Regions from separate parts of the Gossypium hirsutum genome. Here regions 1 and 3 are each linked to region 2. The links are chromatin contacts, called in public Hi-C maps. All regions are on one chromosome and are shown on one strand. Each heading gives the region's core, a stretch centred on a gene start, on an enhancer-like site or on the middle of the called end of the contact. The rest is flanking DNA. Distances are from core to core; before and after follow the strand shown.

Region 1 (2,700 bases), core at 137-2,636, 490 kb before region 2:
ACACTAATTTAGTCAATAATTTAATTATAGTAAAGATGTTTATTAAATAATAACATTTAAATCTTCACAAATTTAATTTATAATTAACTTATTACACCAACTCAAATAAAAATATTATAATAATATAGAAACAACATCTATCATATTTGAAAGTTGAGAACTTCTAATTAGGATCAAACCAATTCATAAATATGAAAATATAAACGCTTAATGTTGCTCTCTTAGCAAAACAAGCTTGGCGATTGTTAGCTAATCTGAACTCGTTTGTTGCATGTTTGTTAAAGGCTAAATACTAATATTGTGAAAACCAAACCAGACCGGCCGGTCGAACTAAAAACCGGAAAAGTACCGGTCCGTTCAACAGAAAAAATCCTTTTGAACCGAGTATCAGGAAAAACAGGTCGAACTGGCTTTTGGAAATTTTGAACTCCCTGGGTTCGGTCAAGCTGGAAAAACGACCCAATAATAAAAAAAAGTCTGGTTCTTTTCAACTATGAGACCAAAGCAGAAAAAACTAAATGAAAATAAATTTAAAATTTCGAAAACTAAAAGCTAATGTCCTAAATCTACCCGTGACCCTCACCCCCCACAGTCCCACACCCATCAGGCCATCAGATTCTTCAGCCCCAGAATAGCACCGTCTGCTCTGCCTCACCCACCCTCAATCTAGAAGGGTTTAAAGTTTAAATAGTAGAGTAATGAAGAAGAAAAGTTAAGGAAAAAGAAAAAAATATGAAGAATTGAAAAAAAGAAAGAGAAGCTAGAGTGAAGAAGCCAAAGTAATCTCATCAGAAAAGAAAAGAAAAGAAAGAACAGTGAAGGTCACCCACTTATAGTATTCACGAATAAGAAGAAAAAAATAAATCCAATATTAAAATAAGTAGAAAGTATGGTGTTACACGCCTTGAACTAGCTAATGGTTGGATTCGATGTCTACTCAGTGAAGAACGGAAATGTTTGGCTGAAGCTTTGTGACTTTGATTACCCAGACTTTTCATTTCTTCGATAGTTTTGATTTTTCAACCTGCTGTTTTGCGTTATCTCTTCCGAGTTTCAAGACTTTGTATTTCCCCCTAATTTATTATTATTATCAGCTGGCATTTTCCTCAAAAAGAAATATTTTGAAATCGAATTTCCTCACCTCCATTTTTAAGACAATAATCTCAATTTTTTTAAAAGAAAAATACGTGCACTAGAATTAGAATGGCGTAAAAAATCAAGTTGAGCAAAAACTTAAGATCGAAAGACAGGGATGTATAGTATTAGCTATTTTGAACATAACATGATTGTGTTACATGTACAGTTTATTAAGTTGGTAAATTTAATTTCAATGCCATATTCTTCTCACAAGAACAAACCATAAATTAAGAAATGGCTAAGGGTAGATGTCACTAATATCCACGCGGGCGGTTCAAGTTTTTCTCAACGACGGCAGTTTCCTCAGAGCCATGGCTGCATTAACAAAAAATACTTGGAGTCAGATTAATCTGAAAGGAAATCTGGCTTAGTTATATTAATGATTAGGGCACATTATCACCTGAGGTAGCTTAGAGCGGACATTCGGTATAGACAAGTAAACACTAGGATATGCAAACCAATTGTGTAGAAAAATGCAAACGTTCGAGCATACCTGCACTTACAAACCAAGTATTTCATTAGCAAATCAACAAATTTTCTAAGCAAGCAGGTATTATTGCGTCCACATGTCACGGAGAGAATTGCTCCAGACTCCCTTATACAATGGTGACCACATTAATTTAACCACGGCCCAACAAAAATGTGCTACTACTATTCTTATTTGATATATACAAGGGCTATAACACCCAAAAGAATGTAAAGGTACATGCACATAGAAATTCTGCTCATTTACAAATGCACATTTGTAGACAGGGAACGACTCTCGGACCAAAGTTGACCTATAATAAGCATTTGAATGAAGTCAACGACCTTACACAATCATCCTGCCTTAAATGATCCAAACCCCAGATCCAATTACCATTCGGTTTGCTGTTTGCAAAGTAAAACGAGAAAAAAAGTTGAGCCTACTAAAGACATACCCAACCTACGTGAAACCTATATTCACCCACTTAAGAGTGACTATCCTCAAGAAAAAAAAATGAAGTGGAAAGAAGACAGAGACCTAAACTCCTCACAATGCTAGACACCCCAAATCTACCAGCGTGATTGCCACCTTTACAAATGTGTATATACACTCTGAAAAGAAAAATGCAAGAAATGGGACAAGAGATCCTACCAAATAAAGAATACTATACACTGTATATGCAATAGATGATGAAACAAAACCATACTTGTTTCCCAGAAGAAAACGTCCGCTGCTGAGTGTGATTCTGTCTCTGAAGCCCAGCTCCTTGTATCTTTGATCCCTCTCCTATGTAATAAATGAAACTGATTATTCTATTATGCCCAACAAACAGCATGAATAAAAATGTGACCTGAACTTGAAGATTCCATGAATGTAAATGTTAACTGGATTATTTCGATGTTCTCATATGAGTTGGCATGGATGGTAAAAAGCTGAGAGTTTGCATTTCTTGGCTGTTCAACTTTGTTCCCAACTAAAATAAGCTTTACAAGGACAATTCTTCTTCATTTATATTTGCTTGATAAAAAAATGTCTCATAGCAACGTACAAGGGTGTGTATCGACATCTTATTTTGAATCAGTCTTGATACTTGCAAA
Region 2 (2,700 bases), core at 17-2,516:
AAGGAAAATAAAACTAGCATTATAGAACAAAATCAGTTTGTACAAGTTTTAGACACCTAATATATACATATGCATTTATATATATGTGTGTAATATAAGAATGTCTTCATGTCCGCTTGTGTATTTTTACAGGCAGCATTGCACATTTACAAATTCTGACAGAGATGAAGGTTGAAATGGTTGACAAGTAGAAAGGGAAAAGTACATATAAGAAAATGGGTAATTAGGCATAGGGCATTGCAAAAATGGCAATATACTTTAGCATGAATAAATGGATTAGAAAAATATTTCCAAAACCGTCTGATCCTTTAAAAAATTTAACCATTTTCCCCTGAACTTCAGATAACACACGTATATGTATATAGCAATTTCCTGAAGAACAGTTATATGCAGACCATATTTCCATTTCCTTTTTTATATATTAAGAAATAAAAATATTTAATTTCAAAGACAACCCAACTGGCATTTCTTAATTATAGGTGAAAAAAAAACACCCAGTTCTCAAAGCAAATTATTTAACCAATAATCATAATTGAAGTAAAGACAAAATAAAATTTTACAACCCACAGTGGTAAAGACTATAAGCCTGAACTAACCCGGCGATCAAAAAACCGAACAGCCCTTGGATCCTGTAAAGGAAGAGACCAAATGATCAGGGAAACGAAATATAGTTCAAATTAAATCATTTTTTTTCAAACCATATTAAGTATTGATATGGCATTTTCTCCCCCATTTTACCTGTTCCTGTTCGGTTTCATTATATAAGTAAATAAACATTAAAGGAAAAAAAAACCATAATTAGTAATATAAATCCCAATAGATAGAAAAAGAAAGGGGGCTTACATTCGGTAGAGTTTTGAAAAATGAGAGAAACCCTTGAGCCTGCTTAGCGTCTGTTAACAGTAACCCAAAAAAAACAAAACCAAAAAAGGAGAAAAGTATTATCAACCATAAATTCCTGGAAAAAAATTATCAAAAGAAAATTAAAAGCATAAAAATAAGTTTCTAACAGAAAAAGGAGTGAGTGGGTACCTAGTTTGAGCTCTGGAAGCTTGTTTTGTTCATCAAAATTTTCATCCATTTTCGAGACAACTTACCAAAAAGCCCAAAAACGGGGGAAAAAAAGAGAAAGAAAATTGCTACTTTTCAGCTTCAGAGAACACAAACCAAAAACCTATTCTTATTCTGTAGAAAAACAAAAACACAAAACCTAAAATAAAGGGCCTTTTTCTGATGGCGGGAAAGGAATTGGCGGGGTTTTGAGAAGGGGTCTCCGAAGTACTCCATATTTCTTGGTTGTGTTGAAGTTGGATCAACCTGACCTAAGCTTGGGCCAAGTCCTGAACACAGATGATAACTTGGAGACTCAATTTATAACCAGAATTGGGCCTTTCTTTCATTTCATCCACTATGCACAAAGCCACAAATTTGTAAGTATCTCAATTCTACTTCATATTTTCTTTTAGGTTTAATACTACTTTGTATGTCCGTATCATAATAATATCATTTGTGCTTGTCTATTTAATTGGTTTTTAAAAAATTTAAAATTGATAATACATATTAATAATATATTAACTATATATTTATTGTTTTATTTTGAAGTCTCGAAATATAATATTAAAATATTATAATAAATAAAGATATTAATTGTTAAAATAAATTGAAAAATTTAGATTTGAAATATTATATTAAAATAATTAATAAAAAAAAGATATTTCAATATTTTATTATAAAATTTTGTACTAACAGATAAATTAATTCATGAAAAAATAAATAATGACTAGTAATAAAAAGGATTTTATTATAAAACATTAATTTAAAAAAAGAGTCCTATGAATTGTAATATACGTTCAATAATTAAGTAATGTTTAAATTAATTTAATGTAAGTTACTATTTGATAAATTAAAAAATTAAATGCAGAAAAATAAGTTTTGAAAAATTTAAGTACTAAATTTAAGTTATAAAATTGTTTGATAAACATAAATTTTAAATTAAAAATATTTTACATTTTATCCTTAATTTTTAAATATTTCACTTTATTTTAAATAAAAATCAAATTTTAGACATAAAATTTTTATTGGATAATATAATAATAAAATAAATAAAATAAAATAAAATTGAATTGATTGAAAATATCCTCCATTAAGTGATAAGTAACTCTTATCTACTTATTATTTTCAATGTTCTATCAAACAAACCCTAATTTAAAAGACAATATGTAAAAAAGAAATTTATCCAAATTGAAAATAAGTGCCTTAAACGAGGGAGTGTCCATTTGTTAAAAAAACTATAATGTGAACATGTTTGTTTATTTCTATTTTAGATAAACCTTATAATATATAATATTAGTCTTCTTACCTGTGATGCATGAGTTTAGTGTATAAATTAATTATAATCCTAAAAGCAATGTAGATTTGTTGAATTTGAATATAGTAAGAAGTTAGTTAATAAGTAAATTCAAATAATTTAACATGTGCAAATGATAATATTGATTATACGATGAAAGTCTTAAGGCCCAATTTCAGACTCATGGATGTGATGGACTTACACTACCTCAAAGCCCAACAATAAGGTCAAAGGTCAAGCAAATCAAACCAAGATTCGATCAAAGACAAAATGCGAGGATGAATCTTTTCGAGAAAACAAGGAATGATACATGCACAGAATGAGTGAAATTTATTGAAGTAAATTCAATCAAG
Region 3 (2,700 bases), core at 81-2,580, 320 kb before region 2:
GGAGGGGAATGAGGATGGTGAGCAGGAGGAAGCATAACAGGAGTTCCTGCAGCAGATCCAATATGCCCTGGAGCAGCAGCAATCGGCCGCCCAACAGGCGCTCCGTACATGCCTAAACCCGGCAAATGCGGATGAGCCCTGTGCTTCACTGATTGCCCCATGACCGCTGCACCGGGTGAGTTTGTGTTAGCCTGTTGGCCTGTGATAGGCGCTTGATGAGATGTATCCCCATTGTTAACACTCGTGATGTCGTGGATGCTGGACCGCCGCCGGTCTCTATTCATCGAATTTAAGCGTATAAAATACTTTTGTGCATGGCTAGCCACCTGCGTCGGAGTTCTCGATATCACAAAGTTCCTTGAAATGCTTCTCCAATCTCCTTTCCCAAACTTGTCTAAACCAAGTAGAAATAACCTGAATAACACATGTAATGTTGCTTGTCACATTACATATATCTTTATTTTCTATAAGACCCCAAATCCTAGGGCACTCAAGTCTTAATTCGAGTCACGTTCCAATACTTAAGTCAGTATTTAAGAAAAAAAAGAAAAACAGACAAGAAGTAGTAGAGGGGAATACCTATGCTCTTCTTCAGTCCATGGGATTCCTTTCCTTCTTTCTTGGTCGGACCTCGAACTCTGTTTCCCTCCATGTCCGGTAGAATCAAGGGTTAACCCCGAAAACCCATTTCCGTAACCGGAATTGGATCTCCTATCAGAATTAGGAGCCATGGAAGGTCCATGAAAATGATCCTTGGCAGAAGAGGAAGGTTCTTCTCCTTTATAACGAGGAAGTGGGACATGACCAGCCTCTATTGCAGTAACATCCTCCACTAATAATTCATAGTGAAGTTTCAACTCCTCAAGACTTTTAGTAGGAACCGTTGAAGCAATCTTTTCCCATTGCTCTTCACATTCCTCTTTCTCTATCCAATGCATTGCTATTGCGTTTTCAAATGCCTTCTCTTCTTCCCTGCTCCAACTAACACTTCCTGCCATACTACCAATAATACCCTACAAAAGAGGTCACTCAATTTCTAAGCTCAATGTTCTCTTATGTTCAACAGCTTAGTTGCATTTGGAAAGGGTCGAAAAATAAAAATAAAATAATGGGAAATGAGAGTGTAGGATAAGGGATAGAAGTATAAAATAAATTAGGGGGAAATTAAAATATAAAATCTAAAACATAAAATGAAATTGATATGGACCACTTTGAAAGCAATTCATAAATTGTCATCTTCACTGATAGTCTATTGAAAGGAGTAGAGTCGACTTGTTTTAAAGTATCTGGACTGAGTTCAAATTCTGAAATTATCACTGTTGGAAAGATTTCTCCTAAATACTACTACTCAAATAGAATTAGTCTCAAACAATAAAGTGAATTATGACACTTGTAGCTATAAAAAAAATTTTAAATTTTCATGTTCCTAATTAGAAGGTAAGAAAAATTATATAAAATTTAAAAAAGAATTCATAAAATGCTTCCTTTTTAATGCATTTGTAGTTATACATATTTTTTTAATCTCTCTATTTTTCAAGAAATTTAGTCTATGTTGTTTTTTTTTTAAATTTAAATCTAATTAATAAATTTACGCTATATTCGAATATACGATATTTCAATATTCATTGATTGATTTAAAGAAATTAAAGGCACATTCAAATTTAATAAAAGTTAACAAAAGGTTTATCAATTAATTTTTATATTAAAATTTTAAATCAGACTATTCAAGAGATTAAAAGTAGAATAATTAAATTTAATTTTTTCAAAAATGTATAGGGACTGAGATGCAAAATAGCATCTCTTTTTTACTCTAATCATAGAGGGAGCAAGATCAAGGGAGATGAGGTCCCAGAGAATCTTTCTAGAAGATTACCACCACGCGCGCATTTTGTACATTCTTCTCATAATTAAATTAAAATATGTTTTAAAGTTACATACTTTTCATAAATTTAAATTTTAGTTTTTATAATTTTATTTTCAAGAATTTAATTTATTTATTTTAAAAAAATTTAAATTCAAGTTTAATGTTAATAATGTTAATTTTTTTTTTGTTAAATTTGATAATGTGATATTGAAATAATAAAAAAGTACTCACTCGGTAACGATACAACTAAAAAATTAGTGTTATAGTGAGCCTAAATTTTTTTAAAAAAATTTAACAACATTAACAATTAGATTTAAATTTTAAATTTTAAAAAATAAAAAACAAAAATATAAAAACTAAATTTTAAATTTAAAACTATACTATTATGCCTTCTTTCCTTGTTATTTGGACTGTTTATAGAAATTTTATACCTTTTGCAGTAATAAAAAATTTCAAAATTATATTTTTTTATTTGAAATTTTAAACTTATTTTAATTTGGTAATTTTATATTTTCTAACTGTGCTAAATTTTCATAATACAAAGCTTTGGTAATATAGAAGTAATTTTAATGTCATCTCTTCGTAAAGTAATGTAAGATTTCTCAATTTTATGAAATTAACGAACAACTTATTTGAATTAATAATATTTATTTTTTTAACAAAATAAATCAATTTCCATTATATTAATATATTTTTTAATAAACATTAATATTTTATATCTTTAAATTACATCAGCTTCAATTATCGAAGACTTCAATTTTAAATAAGTCTAATTTTTACATTTAAATTAAAAATACGTATACTTGTCATAACTTTTTAATTTCATAAGTATAATT

What was found. A called contact is a pair of places that touch in the nucleus more often than the background predicts.
Region 1: a Hi-C map of leaf shows a contact between it and region 2, with 4 times the contacts expected there. The contact joins the enhancer-like site here to the promoter of LOC107888755 in region 2. A contact is called at or near these places in 11 of 34 Hi-C or Micro-C datasets (callus, hypocotyl, leaf and 2 more).
Region 3: a contact with region 2 is called in a Hi-C map of leaf, with 2.9 times the contacts expected there. The contact joins the promoter of LOC121206710 here to the promoter of LOC107888755 in region 2. A contact is called at or near these places in 13 of 34 Hi-C or Micro-C datasets (callus, hypocotyl, leaf and 2 more).

The regions. Positions count from the first base shown.
Region 1 is chrA09:41,406,140-41,408,839 of Gossypium_hirsutum_v2.1, forward strand. It overlaps LOC107888846 (protein CASP), which reads right to left. Exons shown (of 19, transcript XM_016813097.2): 17 at 2,310-2,389; 18 at 1,538-1,630; 19 at 1,234-1,452. The coding sequence ends at 1,392. Among protein-coding and RNA genes, the nearest start is that of LOC107888846, 17 kb to the right of the region's middle. Within about 2 kb of position 1,387, at least 5 of the 9 cell types and tissues checked have an H3K27ac peak or open chromatin away from gene starts, as enhancers often do.
Region 2 is chrA09:41,897,082-41,899,781 of Gossypium_hirsutum_v2.1, forward strand. It overlaps LOC107888755 (DNA mismatch repair protein MSH2), which reads right to left and starts at 1,267. Exons shown (of 13, transcript XM_016812949.2): 1 at 1,033-1,267; 2 at 844-893; 3 at 597-629. The coding sequence starts at 1,081.
Region 3 is chrA09:41,572,117-41,574,816 of Gossypium_hirsutum_v2.1, forward strand. LOC121206710 (transcription factor MYBS1) reads right to left here and starts at 1,331. Exons shown (of 2, transcript XM_041077799.1): 1 at 580-1,331; 2 at 1-414. The coding sequence starts at 998.